Regions from separate parts of the Triticum aestivum genome. Here region 1 is linked to region 2. The links are chromatin contacts, called in public Hi-C maps. All regions are on one chromosome and are shown on one strand. Each heading gives the region's core, a stretch centred on a gene start, on an enhancer-like site or on the middle of the called end of the contact. The rest is flanking DNA. Distances are from core to core; before and after follow the strand shown.

The links. Hi-C and Micro-C count contacts between places; a contact is called where the count stands out from the background.
Region 1: a contact with region 2 is called in a Hi-C map of leaf, with 5 times the contacts expected there. The contact joins the promoter of LOC123051670 here to the promoter of LOC123051668 in region 2. A contact is called at or near these places in 2 of 5 Hi-C or Micro-C datasets (both in leaf).

Annotation. Positions count from the first base shown.
Region 1 is chr2D:74,581,225-74,586,901 of IWGSC CS RefSeq v2.1, forward strand. LOC123051670 (protein NETWORKED 3A) reads left to right here and starts at 3,320. Exons shown (of 3, transcript XM_044474632.1): 1 at 3,320-3,835; 2 at 4,289-4,389; 3 at 4,948-5,677. The coding sequence starts at 4,302.
Region 2 is chr2D:74,188,005-74,193,342 of IWGSC CS RefSeq v2.1, forward strand. It overlaps LOC123051668 (tubby-like F-box protein 11), which reads right to left and starts at 2,447. Exons shown (of 6, transcript XM_044474627.1): 1 at 1,789-2,447; 2 at 979-1,066; 3 at 769-898; 4 at 504-641. The coding sequence starts at 2,121. LOC123051669 (sodium/hydrogen exchanger 2) reads right to left here. Exons shown (of 13, transcript XM_044474628.1): 13 at 4,911-5,338.

The DNA of each region.
Region 1 (5,677 bases), core at 2,070-4,569, 390 kb after region 2:
AAATTGGTCAAAACTTGCTTGCGCAATCGCCTCAACGATGACAGCTTGAGTGATGATGTTATTTGTTATGTGGAGAAGGAAGAAATGAAAAAGGTCACCAATGATCAAGTGGTTGAGTATTTCATGGCTCGAAGGAAGAGAATGTACTAAAGGTAATTTATAACATTTTAGCAAATTTAAGTACTTTGATTTTGGCATTTTATTATATTCTACTCAAAATTTTAATTCTAGTTTTGTTATTGTAGGTTAATAAACCATTGTGTCCGATGATGTGTTTTCGAATTTCAGAATGCAAGACATGCTTTTCAAGTGATTTTTTTTGTTTGATTTGGCATTACATTAAACAGTTTGAATGTTGCATTTTGTTTTTAACTTTTTACAATTTGACTTCTATTATGTTCGGTAATGCGTATTACAAGCTATGAAATACACCTTTATTTAATGCATCGGTTGCTTGCAAAATTTATGCCATGGTTAAGTAGTGCATCAGGGTAAGATTAGCTCCAGATCCGCCCCTGCACCTAACCATCTCAACCATATGTTGATTCGCAGGACTTATAGTATTTAGTAACGAAAAGAGTACTATGCATTAAGAAGGTAGTATCATACACTACTATCATATGCATGATACTAGTATATGATACTCCTCCTTACGACCAGCCTTATATTATGCTTTTATATTTTGTGATAGCCGTCCACCCGTAGGAATCCTTTGTTTCTTTTTTGAAATGAAGGGAAAAAAATTATCTCATCAACTACTCCCTTCGTCCGGTGAAGAGTGTACATCTAGGTTCAAAATTTGTTCACAAAAGAGTGTACTTCTATCTTTCCAATGCACTTTAAAATAGGAAAAATACTTCTCTCTCATCACACGGTAATCAAGACCAATAGCAATCTACACATGGTCTTCTTAATTTCTACATGCACTTAGCTCATTGGAGGGTGAGTAATTAAAGAGGAGAGAGATAGTGGCTTGCACCTTTCCAATGCATTTTTTACTCAACTCCATAATTTCTTCACCGGACGGAGGGAGTAATTAAGAAGAAGAGAATTGATCAGTTAATTTATGAAAAACCAGGCTAAAATCTATGAGGAATCCTTTGAAGTAGCAGCACTCCTCGGTCACACCGTCGGGATGGCCGGAAAACCCGGCGACGACGGCCAGCACGCACGGGCTGCAGGGGGAAACGAAAAGAAGGCACAGCAAGCGGGACACGCACGGGAGTCTGGAGCGGGAGGCACCGCAACGGTCGGCTAGCTCACGCCCAGGCTCAGGCCACAACCACAACCACACGCGCCATCTGACCTGGACCTTCCCTTTCTGACTCCCCGCATCGCACCCCGATTTGATTATTGACTGCTCATCACGATATCACGCTTAAAATAACAGGGTTCATGCTTAATCTAGCCACCTAATCAAAGCGCCCCGCTGCCTTGGCGTCACCACGTAATCTGGGACGTTAATCTACTCTTACTTTATCAGTTCATCATGCTTTGGGGCTCGCAACGGCTAGTTCCTGACTGAATAAACAAACCACGCAAAGCTGTGGTGGCCTCTGTCATTCTGTGCAGCGTGATACGCTCCCATTTTTCTCTGAACTGGGAATATTACTTGCATAGCCACTAGTCCACTACTGATGTATTTTACTCTGGCAGGTGTTTAATGCTGGATCCTCAGTTCCTCAATGCAAGACATGCTACGGGGCTGCTGAAAATGCACTAATCTGTAACGACCGTATCAGCTGGATGCAGAAACAAAAGACATAAATTGGAACTCGGAAGGGAAGAAAAGAGGCAACGAGCCCACGGATTGTACACCACTCAATATGGAATGGTTCATGAATTTTGAATCGCTTTATTTAATATAAGGTTCTTGTCAGTCAGACGCTGGTACAGAGGCAAACCCTTCTTCAATGAAAGACCAAACTCGCTAGTCGGGCCCCAGCTCCACAAATTCGAAAGTGGGCTGCCTTTTCTCCGGCAGGCTCTTTGCGGTTTGCATATAACCCCCTGGGCAGCACGGGACATGTACTATCTACGTGGAACGTGTTGCTTGCGATCCACTTCAAGTGTTGTTATAGTCTTTTATCACTTCAAGTGTTGTTACAAACTATCAAAGTTTTTTTTCGGCGGCGCTACAAACTATCAAAGTTGACTTCAAAAAAAGGAAATCAAAGTTTGAGACTTGAGAGTATGAACCCATGTGACACCCGAAAAAAAAAACCATGTGACATGTTTTCTTAGTAAGTTTGCGTCATGTTTTTTTTATAAAAGTGAAAAAAAGTCAATCACCAACCGAACATGCCCTTAATTTTTCTTTTGTTATTCCACTATTTTTTTATCCTTTGTAATAATTATCAGTTACTCCCCCAGTATGCGCATAGTCCATATTGACACAAGTTATTACATAGTATTTCTCTGTATATTTACAAATATCGCATGCACGTTAACGGGGAGAAAATATTTGTGTACCCATATTGGGAGAAAATTACCCACCCCCCTCCTCTCCCACAACGGTGGTCACATCGCCGCCATCCCGTCTCGCATAGTGCCATTCAAGCTTTGGAGCAGTGGGCGCTGGCCATGATAGCCCCTTGCAGAGAGATGGGAAAGGAAAGTTGCGCTTTTCGAAAGAAGTCGTATGGACGAGGGACTTCGGCGAGAGTTAAGGATGATAGGGAAGAGGCTGGGCACCACAGAGGGCACACGTAATGCGTGGGAGGCGGTTGACGGGAGTGGGAAATCAATCGGTCGAGTTGAAACGTTTATCATATTCTTTGGCATATTTCAATTGTTGCATGGGCGTTAATATAAGGCCTTAATATAATTGGGCGAAAATTATTGCCTGCCAATATTGTTCACATTAATTTGGGAGAAAACCACCGCGTATACTTTCAAATTTGAGCACGTTGCGCTCTCCGAAAGAGGTCGTATGGACGAAGGACTCCGGTGAGAGATAAGGACGACAGGGAAGAGCCGTGGGCACCACAGAGGACACGTGTCATGCATGCACGACAGGTGCGGTTGACCGGAGCGAGAAATCAATCGGTCGAATTAAACCGCTTCCCATATTTCTTTGGCATATTTCCAACTGTTGCATGCACGCTAACATAACAGGCAGAAAATTACTGCCTACCAATATTTCCACATTAATTCGGGACAAAACCACCGCGTATCCTTCCAATTCCGAGCACGCAAATTAATTTAATCCTTACCGTGCGCCCCTACAATCGTGAGCTGTGTACACACACGGCGGGCCAAGCCAAGCCCGGGAAGATCACGCTCGGCAGCAATCGGAACGCCAGTCCGGGACGGAGAGGAACCGGAAAGGAAAGCAGCAATCGGGTGCCCGGTAATGCACGCCGATAAATAGGGCGTTCCCGGAGGGCCTCCCCGCAAGAAGAGTCGCGTTCGTGGAGCGGCAGGGTTTGAAATATTTTCCTGGAGATCGAGACGAGAGGCGAGGGCGTGTGCGCCGGCGCAGAGCCTTGTCCCCTTCCCCCTCGTCCCAATCCTGAAAGCTGCGCCCTTGTACGACTAGACAAAGAAGCGGTCCGGTCCGGTGGAGCGAGGCAACGGGAAACTCCGCCTCCCTCCGCGCCACGGCACCGTAGAGAGCGAGAGCGGCCGCCGGCAACTCTACTCCACACGACGCAGGTGCGGTAATATCTGCCAGATTCGTTTGCGTTCGCGTGGCGCGGGTACTGGATTGATCCGTCCGTGGCGCGCGGCGGTTGTTCATTGCCTCTTCTTTTTTTTTCTGCCGTTTCTTGCCGATGAACTGCGGCGGAGGAGGCGGCCGCCGCTGTCCCCGACGGGAGTCGTTCGGAGCCGTGTAAGCCGTTGGAGCTCCGATTTTTCGGGCTCTGTTCTGTTCGTCGTAGACTAGATTGGTTTGGATTTGCACCGCGTCGTCGTTTTAAATCTGTTCGGATCTGACGAAAACGCGAGGTTTGCCGATTTGTGGGTTGGAAGAGCGCGCGCGGTTGTTACAGATTGAATCTGTTATGCTCATGGAGTCATGCATATTTTGCCTTGCCTGGCCTCTTCTCTGCTCTACTTCAGCTTGGTGCTTTGGTTGGTGTGATTCTCGGTATTCCGTTACCGTCTCCCCTTTGCCAACGCCTTGCGTTTCCAATGCTCCTGAACTTTCTTCATGATTCCAAATCTTCTCTTTTGTTGGCTTGTTGTCTCGTGTTCTTGTAAGACAGTTTGTGTGTCACTCACAAAATCCATTTGTTTTGTCCATCCCATTGGCTGTTTGTGCTTATTCCTCTGATTTCTGAAGGTAAGAAGAAGAGATGGTGCACAAGGAGCTTCAGCAGGCATGGTGGTTCGACAGCCACAACCTCGCAAGGACGTCCCCATGGCTCGGCAGCACCCTTTCAGGTTCGCCTCTCGCTCCCTACCCAGCACTCCCCAGTGGTCAGTGGATGTTGTTATTACCATGTGGTTACTCCATGGACGGCCTGAACCTGGATCTTGTTGTTGACCTGTTGTGGTTACTCCATGGACTGATATGACCTCTGCACCGAACCATCTCTCTTACAGAACTGTCCGCCTCTGTTCTGGCCATACTACTTTCCATCTAGAGTTTCACCAACGGTCAATTTCATCTTGGCCAATTCATATCTCTTTTTGATAATGGAAGATTTGCTCCTCCAGCCTCTGTCTGCATCGTAACAGAATTTATTACATATTTAACCCTGAAGAATGATAAGTAAATCATGACAAGTTCACAATATTACTCTAGCACTTTGCATCAAATTTGCGATGACATATGCAATCTTGTGATGCATAGATCCATAATGGCCTGGTAATTCTGCACTTCAGATATTTTTATAGGGATTCTGTACTTCAGATCTTGTTTTTACAGCACGGATCACTTGCCTACTGGATTCAATTTTCCCCTTCACTAATTGTTCCCTTCCTTCCCTTTGATTGCAGAACTGGATGACAAGACCAAGCAAATGCTCAAGCTGATCGACCAAGACGCGGACTCGTTCGCTCAACGCGCTGAAATGTACTACAAGAAGCGCCCCGTCCTGGTGGACATGCTCGGCGACCTGTACCGCACGCACCGCTCGCTTGCCGAGCAGTATGACCTGCTGAAGCATGGCAGCGGCACATGCCGGTCCAAGTTCAATCCATCTCCCTGCACCAAGAGCTGGTCTCCGGGGTCCATGGATGGCAAGGCAACCAAGAGCTGGTCCTCAGGTTCCATGGATGGCAAGACAACAAGAAGTTTTTCCTCCAACTCACTGTGCTCAGACTCCTATGACTCCGAGTCTGAAGTCGATGACCCTGAAGAAGAGCATGATGAGAAGGTGTCTGAAGGCGAAGCAGAGGCAGCGGCAAAGAAGGACCAGCTTGACAAAGAAGCAGAGCTCATGCGCGCGGAGATCAAGAGGCTCAGCGAGCAGAATGCGGAGCTGCAGAAGGTGATCGAGGAGAACAAGGCGGCTCACGAGGCCGAGCTCGCCGCGAAGGACGAGGAGAAGAGGGAGGTCATCAGGCAGCTCGCGTCGTCCATCGACATGGTGAAGCAGGAGAACTACACCCTGCGCGAGCTCCTCAAGAGCCCCAACCCCAAGCACCACCCCGCCGCCGCGGCCCAGCCCCGCGGCTTCGATCTCAGGAAGCTCACCATGGACCTGTTCTCGGCGAAGCTGTTCAC
Region 2 (5,338 bases), core at 1,197-3,696:
CGCTTCCTATATGATAAAATGTTTTCTGTTGCATTATAAATAAACACATAGCTTTGTTTACCCACTACCAAGACATGAAGTCTAAACCTGATTTTACAAGATTTTGTATATTTCAGGTGAAATCACACTTAAGCAGCCCTGCCTCCTATGGTAATCCAGAAAACATCATTATCCCACTGTGGTTTTCGATCTGCTGATCTTCAGAAATTATAGTGCACTTAAATAACATCGTTATTCCTCTTCAAAAAAAATATAATGCATTTAGATAACATCGTTATTCCACTGTGGCTTTGGATCTGCTGATTTTCAGAAATGGTAATGCATTTAAAGTTTATGAAGAGTAAGGCTGTTATCAGCATTGCAAATAGCAGTTACTGTGTTCTCAACATTTTTGGTCAGTAAATGGATTTGTATGCAAATAATATGGTCTTAGGATAACATAAAAAAATATGTGCGCACATCAAATTTACGTAATGGAAGGGTTACCGAATAAGATGGCATACCTAGATCCCAAAACATTCACTTCATAATTAATTTGTATAACTGGATAGTCGCCAGCAGGCCATCTCTTTGAAACCACAGGTCCAGCATGAGGTGGATGCGCATCATAGACAGTAAACTTCGTTCTCAAGAAATTCGATCTGTTCAGAAAAGAGGAAATGTTACTAAATAGGTTTCTCTGCTTCAACATGCTGTTCTGATCTTATGTATGTCGCTGAAGAAACTACGGCAACTCATAATTTTCAGATATAAATGCCAAACAATCACCTTAACTTGCCAACGCAGGTTTGACTCCCCTTTGACATATCAGTCTTGTCAAGTGAAATTAGATATTCGGTGCATGTTGGCCTATGGTATTTGCGTGCAGCAAGTAGGAACTTCCCAGTATCAGCTAGCGCTGCACAAAGAAAAGGAAAAACTATTCATGAACAAAATAAGTAAAATCCAGACTGCATATGCCCAATGAGAAACGCATACCATCAGTCAGTCCAATGTAGAGGAAATATGTCTGAGTAGCCCGGTGCCTCCGAATGAAACATTTGATGGGAGCATCTCTTGGTCCAGGCTACATGTTAGAGAGGTAAAAGTAAGTTCAAAGCAAACAAATCTAGCAACAAAGCCACATGGTTTATAAAACTTGAATTAGGCATCACTGTTCTACAAAGGATGGTCAACTACATCTGAAGTATCTGACAACAAAGCTTTCCTATTAAACCCGTTTGACAACGACTGTTCGAACTGAATAACAGTTGACATTGGACATTTCATACTAAACCAGACAACCAGTCATTATTTACTAATCTGACTTTTCAAGTTTCTTCTCAATATAGACATATTTCTCGGTCTCAACTACTGTACTTTCTAGGATTAAATAAAAAAATAGAAAATGAAACAAACATGACAGAGTAGATGGGGCTACCCAACGTTAGAACTCTTTTCACACAGACCTTTCTTTGACATCTTCCAATCAGGAAAAAAGAAGGGTCGCTACGTTGCGTGAAATGGTGGACATCAAAAGGCGCTCACACAATTCTAAGAAAGAAAAACTGAACGCAATCGCCATAATTGAAGTTTGCGGCCAGACGTTTCATCAACTAATAGCTCTTGATTTACTACTAGACAATAGACAATCTCATCAACAGAGAAAAATTTTGGTGACTAATCTAAGAACTTAATATGAACACCGGGCTGCCATTGAGTAGCAGCTGAATGAACAACAGCATGGATGGTGACCAGGGAGCGAGCGAGAGAGAGAGAGAGGGATTCAGAGTTGCCATGAGCGGCTACCTGCTTGAGAGAGATGGGGAAGGTGAGCCGCCCGGACACCTCGGGAACGCGGACGATCTCCCTGACAACACCCCTCCAGGTCCGGCAGACGCCGGCGCACGCCACCACGTCGCGGCGGCGCGGCCACCGCGGCTCCGACGCCTCGACCCGCGCCAGCACCTCCCGCAGGAGCTCCGGCGGCAGCTCCGCCCAGCAGCAGCCCTGCCGCGCGGCCTCCTCCTCCGTCGCCACCGCCGCCACCCGCCGGACGCCGCGCGCCGACGGAAGCGGCCGGCGCCGGGCGATGGCGTCCACCTCGCCCTTCATCTCCCGGACCATGCTCCTGAAAGACATCGCCTTCTCCGCCCGCCCCCGGCGGCCAAATCCGCCCAATCCCCCACCGAATCCTGCCAAGAAACCGCGGTTCCAAGCAATCCCACCAACTTATGGCACAAAAAAGGTGCCGCTGGGATGTCAACGGATTGCAATTCTCTGCAGCGGCGGCATCAATATGGCATGGACGGATGTGGGTGGGAGATGGTTGCTGCTGCCTTTGGGTAGCGGCTTGGTGATATGCGTGGAGGGAGACAGGGACAAGGATGTGGAGCAGTGAGGGAAAGAACAAGAATGCTCTACGAACAAATTTGTGCTTTGCCCAGTTGGCAGGGAAATTGTGCTGGTAGTAGGAGTGCTAATATACTCCGGCATCTCTGTCAGGACAAAGTGGGAGATTCTGGTAGGAGAAAGTTGGTTATGGCATTTTCCTCTGATGGCTTACCTGGTCAAATATAGTACTACTACTCCTACTAAGGTTCAGTAAATCAGTAAGATAAGACCATTTCTTATTTCTTTTTTTTACGGGAAAAGATAAGCCCATTTTCATGTCAAAAAAAAAAATAGATAAGGCTATTTTCCTTTTCTTTTTTTCTTTTTTGGAAATTTTCCTTTTCTTTATGAAGTGATAAGATCATTTTCCTTTGCTAAAAAATGAGAGAAGAGGGAGGCAAACGTTCACACACGCACGCACAGTGGCGGAGCTTGACAAGGATCTATGTGGGGTTGGGGGGGGGGGGGGGGGGGGGGAGCCAAAGACACATAAAAAAATTAACCAACTGCAACAAACCAGAATTTGCAGCCTCCAGGTAAATTTATATTTATATTATCCATATTGGTCGCAAAATACATACATAATTAGCAATATATACTTCATATAAGACAACAAACTAAACCAAAATGTACGACTTGTCTACATGAATATACCGCTCTACCTGAAGCTCCAAAGACATTCTCTGAGCCAATGAAGAACTACAAAAGGAGTGGTACTACAGATCAGCTTTTCGATCCCTCATGCTCTTGAATTCCGTTCAAATATCCTCAAAGTTGTACTTCTCTACGATTTTCGCTCTATGTGAACAACCAAGTTATTGGCAAGATCCCCATCTTCCATCATTCACCTTCTTCCAATTATCAAAACCATAAATCACAGCCCCCGAGTGACCGAGCCTGAAGTGAGCGTGCGTGGACGATGGTTTGATGGGCCATTAGCCCATTACTTAGATTATTACTAATACCTAGTAAAAAAATTACATCCGGGCTGGGGGGCCATGCCCCCTCAGGTCTCTACATAGCCCCGCCATTGTACACACATACTCTTCACTGCGAACGCACGCACGTGCAGGCCATCTGTATGAGCACCTTCGAGAGACTGAGTCAACAGATGTTGGTATTGACAAATTCACCACAAACGTCTCGTCACCTCCTGCTAAAAGAATATCTTACTTTATGAGACATGCATGTGTCGAAAATCATGGTGTTTAATTTCTTGTGGGGTAGGGGATACATCCACCCTCCTAACCATCCAGCATTCAGATTTTGATCTCTTCTCATGCCCTCAACGTCTCCACCATCCTTCCCGGACATCACACGGTGGGAGGAACCATGGATCAATCTTTCTTTGTAAGGTAGATTAAGTTTCTTTCGTTTTAGGGTCATGTATTGTTTATTTTTATTACCTCTTGTGTTGGAGGCGTTGTCACGCAAGAGTAATACAACCCTCATGGCTCCATTCGTGTAATTGTTTTATGACAGAAAAGTGGTGTCAAGTTTGTTTTGGTCCACGGGTTCGACGAAGCATATGTTGCAAAGGAAGTATCCTGGTCAGAGTGCATTATGGTTTGGCAACCTATGTTGCAAGAGAGGTGTCCTGGTCAGAGTGCATCCAACGATGTATACTTGTCACCACCTATCGGGGTCCACGACACGAAACCGTTAAGGCTAGTCCAGTTTTACCTTTTTCTTTCTCCGCAACCATGGAGAAACCTCAAGATGCAAAAGGCGGAGCTATGTTGGACCATTTCGAATGATGTCAATGAAAATTTTTGGTTTTACCGACAATCTATTATGTTCATATTACCCCTGTTCTAAAATTCCTGTCTTAGATGTGTCTGGATGCCAATGTATCTAACACTAAGACAGAGGATTTTGGGACAGAGGGGGTGCTTGTTACATCACCTTTGGTCTGATATACGACTTGATACGATTATTAATCAACAAGGTCAGATTACTTTCCAAAAGAAAGGTGGTCATTTGGGAGTTGCTACCTAGAAGGTGATCTCTCATTTTCCTATTTTGAGAGGGACTCTACTCTACTTGCACTAGCAGCAACCGGCCACCCGTCGATGAATTCGTGATGAGGAATGATTAGCCTCCCGGTGAGGGTAGTGTCACCATCCCATTGTCCCAAAAAGCATGGACATGCAACCAGTAACCATATCCACATTTATAATGATGTCTCTTCCGAATGCTCACAGCACCGGCCTAACCAGCCAAACCCTTTGGGCTTTCCCGGTATGGGAACTGAATCTGAAACATGCCGCTCTGGGCAACGGACCAAACCACCCAGCTCAAGAGGGAAAGCAGACAATAAATCTTGCAATGTACAGTACATTAACTAAATCTTGCTCAATTTGGCTGCTCCTAGTAGTGTGTTGCTACAAAAGTAGTGTGAAATGGACCTAATTATGCTGCAACAGCAGGCTAACACGAAAAGATATCAAGCTCCTCACAAAAGTAGATTTATATTTTGACAGATTATAACAAATTTTTGGCATCATAACGACAGCCGTCGACGTACAAGAGGCAAATTCAATTCAAGATAGATATAGATAGATAACTTGTCTGAGATGAGTTCTTTGTAGCAACCAGGCCACAAGATCATCACTCATCTGGCACAACTTGGCAGGATACACACCAATCCATTAGGAGATTGTAAGTAAGGGTAGATGCAGGAGGTCAGACGCCTGCCTGCTAGCGGAGATCTCATAGGATACAATTGGCTTGTTAATCTACATACAAAACTGTACAGGCTTTGTCGTAACCGATAAGGCGCTGATGATACTCGCATCACCGTTACTAGGATTCATCTTCCTGTCGGTGCCGTAACCAACCGTTCATCTGAACCATCATCGGAGGGCCGCCTTCTTCGGCCTTCCGAGTCAGCCAAACGCTATAGTATTACCTGAGACTTCATCTTCTTCTGAAGCTGCGACACTTGCTTCTCTTCATGTTACAG